Regions from separate parts of the Sus scrofa genome. Here regions 2 and 3 are each linked to region 1. The links are chromatin contacts, called in public Hi-C maps. All regions are on one chromosome and are shown on one strand. Each heading gives the region's core, a stretch centred on a gene start, on an enhancer-like site or on the middle of the called end of the contact. The rest is flanking DNA. Distances are from core to core; before and after follow the strand shown.

The links. A called contact is a pair of places that touch in the nucleus more often than the background predicts.
Region 2: a Hi-C map of fetal liver shows a contact between it and region 1, with 2.1 times the contacts expected there. The contact joins two enhancer-like sites. A contact is called at or near these places in 2 of 47 Hi-C or Micro-C datasets (fetal liver and liver) and 1 of 2 datasets of contacts at active chromatin or transcription factors (skeletal muscle).
Region 3: a contact with region 1 is called in a Hi-C map of fetal liver, with 2.1 times the contacts expected there. The contact joins two enhancer-like sites. A contact is called at or near these places in 1 of 5 promoter capture datasets (liver), 34 of 47 Hi-C or Micro-C datasets (adipose tissue, alveolar macrophages, blood and 16 more) and 2 of 2 datasets of contacts at active chromatin or transcription factors (alveolar macrophages and skeletal muscle).

What each region holds. Positions count from the first base shown.
Region 1 is chr2:108,709,543-108,712,547 of Sscrofa11.1, reverse strand. No RefSeq gene overlaps it. Among named protein-coding and RNA genes, the nearest start is that of C2H5orf30, 22 kb to the left of the region's middle. Within about 2 kb of position 1,532, at least 9 of the 83 cell types and tissues checked have an H3K27ac peak or open chromatin away from gene starts, as enhancers often do. A contact at or near this core is called in fetal liver, where this site is marked.
Region 2 is chr2:108,871,851-108,874,792 of Sscrofa11.1, reverse strand. No RefSeq gene overlaps it. Among named protein-coding and RNA genes, the nearest start is that of C2H5orf30, 140 kb to the right of the region's middle. Within about 2 kb of position 1,597, at least 9 of the 83 cell types and tissues checked have an H3K27ac peak or open chromatin away from gene starts, as enhancers often do. A contact at or near this core is called in fetal liver, where this site is marked.
Region 3 is chr2:108,941,091-108,944,185 of Sscrofa11.1, reverse strand. No RefSeq gene overlaps it. Among named protein-coding and RNA genes, the nearest start is that of NUDT12, 120 kb to the left of the region's middle. Within about 2 kb of position 1,400, at least 1 of the 83 cell types and tissues checked has an H3K27ac peak or open chromatin away from gene starts, as enhancers often do. A contact at or near this core is called in fetal liver, where this site is marked.

The DNA.
Region 1 (3,005 bases), core at 283-2,782:
AAGTTCCTGGGCTAGGGGTAGAATCAGAGCTGCAGCTGCTGGCCTACATCACAGCCATAGCAACACAAGATCTGAGCCATGTCTGGAACCTACATCATGGCATACGGCAACTCGGGATACTTGACCCACTGAGTGAGACCAGGGATTGAACCCTTGTCCTCATGGATACTAGTCACATTCATTACCACTGAGCCACGACAGGAACTCCATGCCTCAGTTTATATTTTAACAGAGGATAACACATTGTCCTTCCAGATAGGGACCCTTCACAATGCACATCTGACTCTTGAGAAGCATCTGTGCCTTTTTGCTAGTGGGCTACAGCAATGAACTTTGCTCCTAGTGCAGCTCTCTTCTTTCAGCTCTGTCACCTCAGACCTCAGCAACCATCGCCCTTTACCTGGTCTTTTTATACCTCAACTCCAGAGGACTCAGGTCAGCCCTCCCAGTGACTCTCTTGGAAATCCCTTTTTCATTTAGATGAGAAAGAATATTTCCTAGGCTTCACTATGGTGATGTGATGGAGATGTGCAGTCCTCCAACAACTTTCTCCAAACAAATTATCTTTAAAAAAAATCCTTACTTTCCAAGCTCTCTTATATGACTGAGGCAGGCACTAAACTGAAGTTAGCAGTTGTTAACCATCCCCATGCAGGTTCTTTATCAATGCTATGTCGAATACCTTGTTACAAAATATAGGGCTACTTTAAACCTACTGTTTTGTTCTGTATCTTTGGGAATTCAGTGAAAACTGAGTTAGAGTCTCACTTCAACATCCTGGTAAACAACCAGTATCTGACTTTAAATAATAGAGGTTCTTTGGTTATTCACTAGAGTCTAGTGACTTAAGAGTATAGGCATCATTAAGGCAAGGATTTCTTTTCCTTTTTAAGCGTTAAGTCCCCAACACTTGGAACAATGCCTAATGTAAGGTAGGAGTTCAACAACATTTTGTTACATGCATAGATTATTTTACAGATAAGAAAACTGAGGCCTGGAATAGGTAAATAGGAGATCCCCTTGTGGCTCAGCAGCAACGAACTCAACATGTATCCATGAAGATGTGGGTTTGATCCCTGGCCTCGTTCAGTGGGTTAGGCACCTGGTTGCCATGAGCTGTAGTGTAGGCAGAGGCAGCTCAGATCCTGGGTTGCTGTAGCTGTGGAGTAGGCTGGTAGCTACAGCTCCAGTTTGACCCCTAGCCTGGGAACTTCATGTGCCACAGGTGTGGCCCTAAAAAGACACAAAAAAAGGATAGCTGACTTGTCCAAACTTACTCAGCTAGAAAACCATGGAGCCAAGATTTGAGTAATTAGTGACAGAAATCAACTAATGATAATCAGATGTGTATTACTTAAGTGTTTCCTTTCTTTAAAAAAAAAAGTATTTTGTGGATATTTCTGTGACCTTATATAGAATTTTTGCAGAGATTTTAAAAGCATCTTAGTTTCATTTTGGTTACCCGCTGTTTCAGATACTCATGCTGACTCACCCATCTGACTGTATAGAGAGGCAACTTAACCTTGGATGGCCACACTGCCATCTGGTGTTGGATACATGAATTGCAAATTCAGTGTATGTATTATACATCTTTACATTCATTAATTCATTTAATCTTCACAAAAGCCCTACTATTGGTATTAGTTACGTACCTATTTTATAGATGATTTATTCAGTGGCAGGACCAAGACTTGATGATCCCAGGCTATCTAGCTCCAAACCTCACTGCTTATTATATTCTACTGTTTTTCTAATTAGTATCATTCAAAACTTTCAGATTTAGGAACCCACCTCTGAGTAAGCCACATAAACTTTATTTTTTATTAGATAAAAATCATATATAAGAGTAGATAACTAAAACATGAAACACATACAAGCCTACATAAGAGTTATCAATATATTTTTCTTTCTTTTTTTTTTTTTTTGGTCTTTCCAAGATCAAGGTAATGGCAGGTTTGGTTTATTCTAAGGCCTCTGTCCATGGCTTACAGAGGTTATCTTCTCACTATGTACACAGACGGTCTCCACTAGGTCTCTCTCTTAATCTTCTCTCTTGGGCCACTCCCATGACATATGGAGGTTCCCAGGCTACGGGTCGAATTGGAGATGTAGCCGCCAGCCTACGCCACAGCCATAGCAACTTGGGATCCGAGCTGCGTCTGCAACCTACACCACAGCTCATGGCAATGCCAGACCCTTAACCCACTGAGCAAGGCTAGGGATCGAACCTGCAACCTCACAGTTCCTAGTCGGATTCATTAACCACTGCGCCACTACGGGAACTCCTTAATCTTCTCTTCTTACAAAGACATCTGTCATATTGGACTAGGACCCACCCATATATCTGACCTTATTTTATCATTCTTAGCTGTTCAAAGACACTATCTCTGGAGTGAAGTTAAGGATCTGGCACTGTCACTGCAGCAGCTCAGGGATGCTGCTATGGCATGGATTTGTTCCTGGTCCACAAACTTCCACATGCCATGGGTGTGGTCAAAAAATAATAATAAAGACCCTGTCTCCAAATACAGCTATATTCTGAGGCACTGTGCATTAGGACTTCAAAATGTGAATTGAGAGGGGACACTATTCAGCCCATAACAATTATATTTCATTCTAAGGGAATATTATCAACCAAGTGAGGAATGCTAAATGTCTTAAAATCTCTGCTTCCTCACTTCTCTACAAGCTGCTTGTCATTTTATGGGGTTATTAATATCTCCACCAGCCATCTAGTTGATGCTAGGAGGATGTAACTCAAAATCATTTTATTATTTACTCAGATACGTTTTCTTCCTCATTTATAAGTATTGTAAAGTTAATACAAGTGAGAAAAAAATTTGTCTGGTATTTCACCAACCGTAATGAAGTATACTCTAACATTTATAATTGCTAGTTCAGTTAAGTACTATGTAAGAATTCACAGGTGATATTGTTATAAAATAATGAACCAGATGGAAACGTTTGCCTCATTACTTCTTGGTTATTTCCCATAAAGTTAATAC
Region 2 (2,942 bases), core at 348-2,847, 160 kb before region 1:
GAAATAAGCTTAGTTACTTTGATAGTTGTTTCAAGGAACAGCTGCTCCAAGCGTCAAGTTTTCATTAACAAATAAGGACAATGACTACAACCAGTGGTCATCTCTCTTTAAAGTCAAAAGAAGCATGAAGGGCACTAGGAGAAGTACTCATGAGCAAGAGTCAGCTGTCTTCTCGGGCAACGCACCTTCATGGACTCGTGGCAAAGTCAGTGCCAAGAAAGAGCAAAGGAATGGCACCAGAAAAGGGATGTTTATGTCCTGTTTCTGTTTGCTTTGTCAGTCTTCCTACTTGAGGAAAATACATTATCTAGAAAAACCAAAGTACTAAGGTGGCCTGAGGACAAGGTTCAATGAGACAGAGGTTTTCTCTTGGGGCTGGAGGGAATGGGGAGTGGATAAGATGCAAAGTCCTTATTCCTCAAGGCTGAAATCTTAACGAAAGTAACCCCAAACCCAGGCACATACCCACTGGAACCAAGAGCACTGTGATCCTAGGTTTGCTGTAAACAAGCTGCATCTCAGAGGTTAATATTCCTCAGCCTTTTCAGCCTTCCAGTCTCTTTCACCCAGGAGTTAATTTTAGTTCTGTATTAATTATACATTACAATTACACATAGACATGGGCTCACACACACACTGTAATGATTATGCTGCTATTGCAGGATTGCTCAGGAACTTATTCAGGTCACCTCAGTCCCTGTGGGACATGATGTTGTTTACTGTCTAGTACCTCTCACTCCACTTTCCCTGGAGATGGCTGCCCGGAAACAAGCTTCTTCCAAAGTGGAAACTCTTTGCCGAGGCTTTTCAGAGGGAAGAGATAAGAAATCTCTACCGATACTATGTAATGACAAAATGTGTACATGGTGACAAAAATCAAAAACTTCCAATCAGACACCTTAGGCAAGTGTGGCTTGATATGCTTATAGGGCCACACACAGGTGATCTGATACAGAAATGTGGATTTTGACCAAAAAAAAAAAAAAAAAAAAAAAAAAAGGAGTTCCTGTTGTGGCTCAGTGATAACAAACCTAACTAGTATCCATGAGAACACAGGTTCAATCCCTGGCCCTGCTCAGTGGGTTAAGGATCCAATCCAGCATTGCTGTGAGCTGGGGTGTTAGGTCTCAGATGCAGCTTGGATCTTGCATTGCTGTGGCTGTGGTGTAGGCCAGCGGCTGCAGTGCTGATTAGACCCCTGGCCTGAAAACTTCCAAATGCCATGGGTGCAGCCCTAAAAAATACACACACACTAAAAAAATGTGGGTTTGGGGTTTGTATGGAAAATGGACGTTGAAGGCTTTTCCTGTCATTGCTGCACTTCTGGTGATTACAAGATGGGCTGGGGAATAAAAGGCTCAGCAGAAATATCCCTGCATTTCCCCCATGCCCAGCTGCTTGCCCTTGACATCTTGAAACTGGCACTTCAATGAGCTCTTAGCCTCTGAGAGCAATGCATGAAATGTAAGACCAGAAGCATCTATTTATTAAGCTTGGTCACTAAATTAATCTTTCCCCTTGGCCAGCTATGAAGTAGAATTAATAAGGGTGAAGCAGAAGCTGAGCTAGGACATATTTAGCTATGGGCTGTACCTCAAGGCCTCACTCCCTGGCAAAAGAATTAGGACAGCTCCCTCCTGACATCAAAAGGGCATGAAGGGGACCTACAGGCAGAGAATTCAGCCAACTTTTACTCCCCACGCCCTCCCTTATCTGGTACTGAAAGCCTAGCCCTGTGGTTTCTCCAACATTATGTCTGTCCAACAGGATTGCAGCTTTCTCACAAGAATTAGACTTTTTCATTTGTAAATCAGTCACATGTTTATTGTGACCTTCCCATGTCTGAGCAGTGTGCTATGTGCTGAAGATAACAGCTGTGAACAAAGCAAAGTGCCCTCTCTCGGATACCTCACAATGCAGTGGGAGTAACCAGCAGTGACCCAAGCAAACATATGTTTTCTGCGTGTGTTATTACCTTAATGCAGCATGGCATGCCTGAGTAACAACCCCAGATATGGTGGTTAGGAAAAGCTACTCTTACAAAGTGCCATGTCGGCTGAGACCTGCCAGGCCCCAGGATGGAGACCCAAGCATGCCCTCCACAGAACACGGAGGAGGAGATATGTACAGGGGGTTAAATACATCTCTGCTTTGATAAATGTTCTTGCATTTTATCTCCCCAATAACGTACTGTGAAGTATTTATTATTAGGGACATGGCTGTGTAATGGATTCAACAGTTTGGGCACTGACATCCCAGGGAGGCCACATGATATATAAAAAGACAGATACAGGTCCAAATTCCTAGCACCCCAATGAGTACAACACTGAGCATGCTATTTAACTTCTATGAGCCTCAGTTTTCTCTTTGGGAAGCATGGGTTGATGTGGTGATTAAACTATGCCAAAGTTCTCTGGCATAGTTCTTGGCAGACAGTAAGGTGCTCAAGGAGTATTCAGTGTCAATAACTGTGTGTGTGGGAGTTCCCGTCGTGGCGCAGTGGTTAACGAATCCGACTAGGAACCATGAGGTTGCGGGTTCGGTCCCTGCCCTTGCTCAGTGGGTTAACGATCCGGCGTTGCCGTGAGCTGTGGTGTAGGTTGCAGACACGGCTCGGATCCCGCGTTGCTGTGGCTCTGGCGTAGGCCAGTGGCTACAGCTCCGATTCGACCCCTAGCCTGGGAACCTCCATATGCCATGGGTGTGGCCTTAGAAATAGCAAAAAGACACAAACAAACAAACAAACAAACAAAAAAAAAAAAACCTTGGGTGTGGTAGTGGTTTCTTAAATATGACACCAAAAAGCATAAGCAACAAAAGAAAAAATAAATAAATAAATAAATAAATAACTGTGTGTGTGCCAGGTGTGACGTTAAGCCCTACACAGACTTTTAAAAATGTAATTCTCCCAATAAAATAGATAGTATGGTTATCACCATTTT
Region 3 (3,095 bases), core at 151-2,650, 230 kb before region 1:
TATTTTAAATCTCTGGTCATCTTTACCACGAGTAAATTGCATCTCAAGAAAACACTGTCTTTGCTCATGCACAAGAAGCAACTCTTCATCTGTGAATGTTTTATCATGAGATCTCTAGTGATTCAGTCACATCTTCGAGCTCCACTTCTAATTCTAGTTTTCTTGCTATTTCCACCCCATCTGCAGTTACTTCCTATACTGAAGTCCTGAACCCCTCAAAGGCATTTATGAGTGTTGGAATCAACTTCTTCCAAACTCCTGTTAATGTTGATATTTTGACCTCTTCCCATGAATCATGAATGTTCTCAATGGCATTAAGAATGGTGAATCCTTGGAGTTCCTGTCGTGGCTCACTGGAAATAAATCTGACTGGTATCCATGAGAACACAGGTTCGATCCCTGGCCTTGATCAGTGGGTTAATGATCCAGTGTTGCTGTGAAGTGTAGTGTAGGCTGCAGATGCAGCTTGGATCTGGCATTGCTGTGGCTGTGGCACAGGTCAGTGGCTACAGCTCCAATTTGACCCGTAGCCTGGGAACCTCCATATGCAGTGGGCATGGCCCTAAAAAGACACCCCCCCGCCGCCAAAAAAAGAATGGTGAATCCTTTCCAGAAGGTTTTCGATTGACTTTGCTCAGATGCATTAGAGAAATCACTATCTGTATCAGAGATAGTCTTATGAAATGTATTTCTTAAATAGTAAGACTTGAAAGTCTAAATTACTCTGATTCAACAGAATCAGAATGGATCATGTTAGCAGGCATGAAAAAAACATCAATTTCAATGTTATCTCCATCAGCGCTCTTGGGTAACCTGGTGCACTGTCAATGAGCAGTAAATATTTTGAAAGCAATCTTTCTGAAAAGTGGGTCTCAAAATATTCAATAAATCATATTGTCAGCAGATATGCTGTTATCCAGGCTTTGTTATCCATTCATATAGCACAGGCAGAATAGATTTAGCATAATTCTTAAGTGTCCTAGGATTTTCAGATAATAAATGAGCATGGGCTTCAATTTCAAGTCATCGGCTGCCTTAAGAGCCTAACAAGAGAGTCAACTTATCCTTTGAAGCTGGAAGCCAAACACTGACTTCTCCTCTTTAGCTATGAAAGTCCTAGATGACATCTTCTTCCAATAGAAAGCTGTTTCACACTGAAAAATCTATAGTGTAGCCAACTTCGTTAATGATCTTAGGTAGATCCTCTGGATAACTTCCTACAACTTCTACATCAGCACCTGCTACTTCACCTTGTCTTTTTATGTTATGGAGATGGCTTCTTTCCTTTAACTGCATGAACCAACCTCTGCTAGCTTCAAACTTTTCTCCTGAAGCTTCCTCATATCTCTCTGCCTTCAAAGAACTGAAGAGAGGTAGGGCCTTTCTCTAGATTAGACTTTGCCATAAGGCAATGTTGTGTCTGGTTTGATCTATTCAGACCACTAAAACTTTCTCCGTATCAGCATAAGACTGTTTCACTTTCTTATCATTCATGTGTTCACTGGAGTAGCAGTTTTTATTTCCTTTAAGAACATTTTCTTTGTAGTCGCAACTTGGCTATTTGGCACAAGAAGCCTAGCTTTTGGCCTATCTTGGTTTTCAATGTGCCTTCCTCATTAAGCTGAATCATTTCTAGCTTTTGGTTTAAAATAAGAAATATGTGACTCTTCCTTTCAGTTGAACACATAGAAGCCATTGAAGGGTTGTTAGGTGGCCTAATTTCAATATTGCTGTGTCTCAGGGAATAGGGACGCCCCAGAAGAGGGAGAGAGATGGGGGAGGAGGGGAACAGCTGTTGGTGGAGCAGTCTGAACATACCGAATATTTATTCACTAAGTTCATCATCTTATATGGACACAGTTTATGGAGCCCCTAAGCAATTGTAATAGTAATATCAAAGATTCCTGATCACAGAGCACCATGACAAATATATAATAATAACAAAGTTTGAAATTTTATGTGAATTACCAAAATGTGACACAGAGACATGAGGTAAACAAATGCTTTTGGCAAATGAGGCTGATAGACTTGCTTAACACAGGATTGCCACAAATCTTCACCTTGTAAGAAATGCAGAATCTGTGAAACACAATAAAGTGAAGGGCAGTAAGATGAGATATGTACATATTTTCTCCATGAGGCACATCACAGCCTTCCTGCATTTAGGAACACTAACCAGAAATTCAGCACTGCCAGTGAAGGAAGTTTGAAAAGCAAAATTACCAAGAAAAAGCCTCATAAAAAGACAGAAATGTGGCACTAAATGGACTAAAAAAAGGACACTAAAGAATAAGAACTGAAACAAGAAGACAGAGTACTACTTTGTTCAGCCTCAGCTGGGAATATAGACTAGACAACTCAAATTTTTGCAACTTTAAGCATATCCATGAATGATCATCAAAGTGCTACATTGATTTTGGTTTTATGAATCAATTTTAGAAAGTAGGTTAATTTGCAAGTAGGGAATTTATGAATAGTGAAGACCAACTGTTACTTATAAAACTTATAATACTAAATTAAGAGAAGAGAGAAGTGAGATATGAGAGATGGTTCTTTTTTTTTTTTTTCTTCTTTTTTTTTGGCTGTTCCTGTGGCATGTGGAAGTTCCTGAGCCAGAATCAAACCTGCACCAAAGGAGTGACCTAGGCCACTGCAATGACAATACTGGATCCTTAACCCACTGTGTCACAAGGGAACTCTGAAAGATGATTCTTTTCTATTGTCAAATTTTATTAAAAATGGGAAGAAAGTATTACAGTAAAAACAGCAAATATTTATTAAGGACTTATTATGAACAAAATAGGACTCTGTTAAGCACTTAACGGAATTTTAATTTCAACAATCCACTGAGGTGGTTAACATTATTATGCCCATTTTCAAAAAGTGAAGTAAAGTTAATTTACAATATTGTGTTAGTTTCAAGTATACATCATGGTGACTCAGTTATATATATATATTCTCTATCAGATTCTTTCCCATTATACTTTGCTACAAGATATTGAGTATAATTCCCTGTGCTATAAAGCAGAACCTTGTGGTTGACCTATTTTATATATAGTAGTGTGTATATGTTAATCCCAGGCTCCTAATTCATC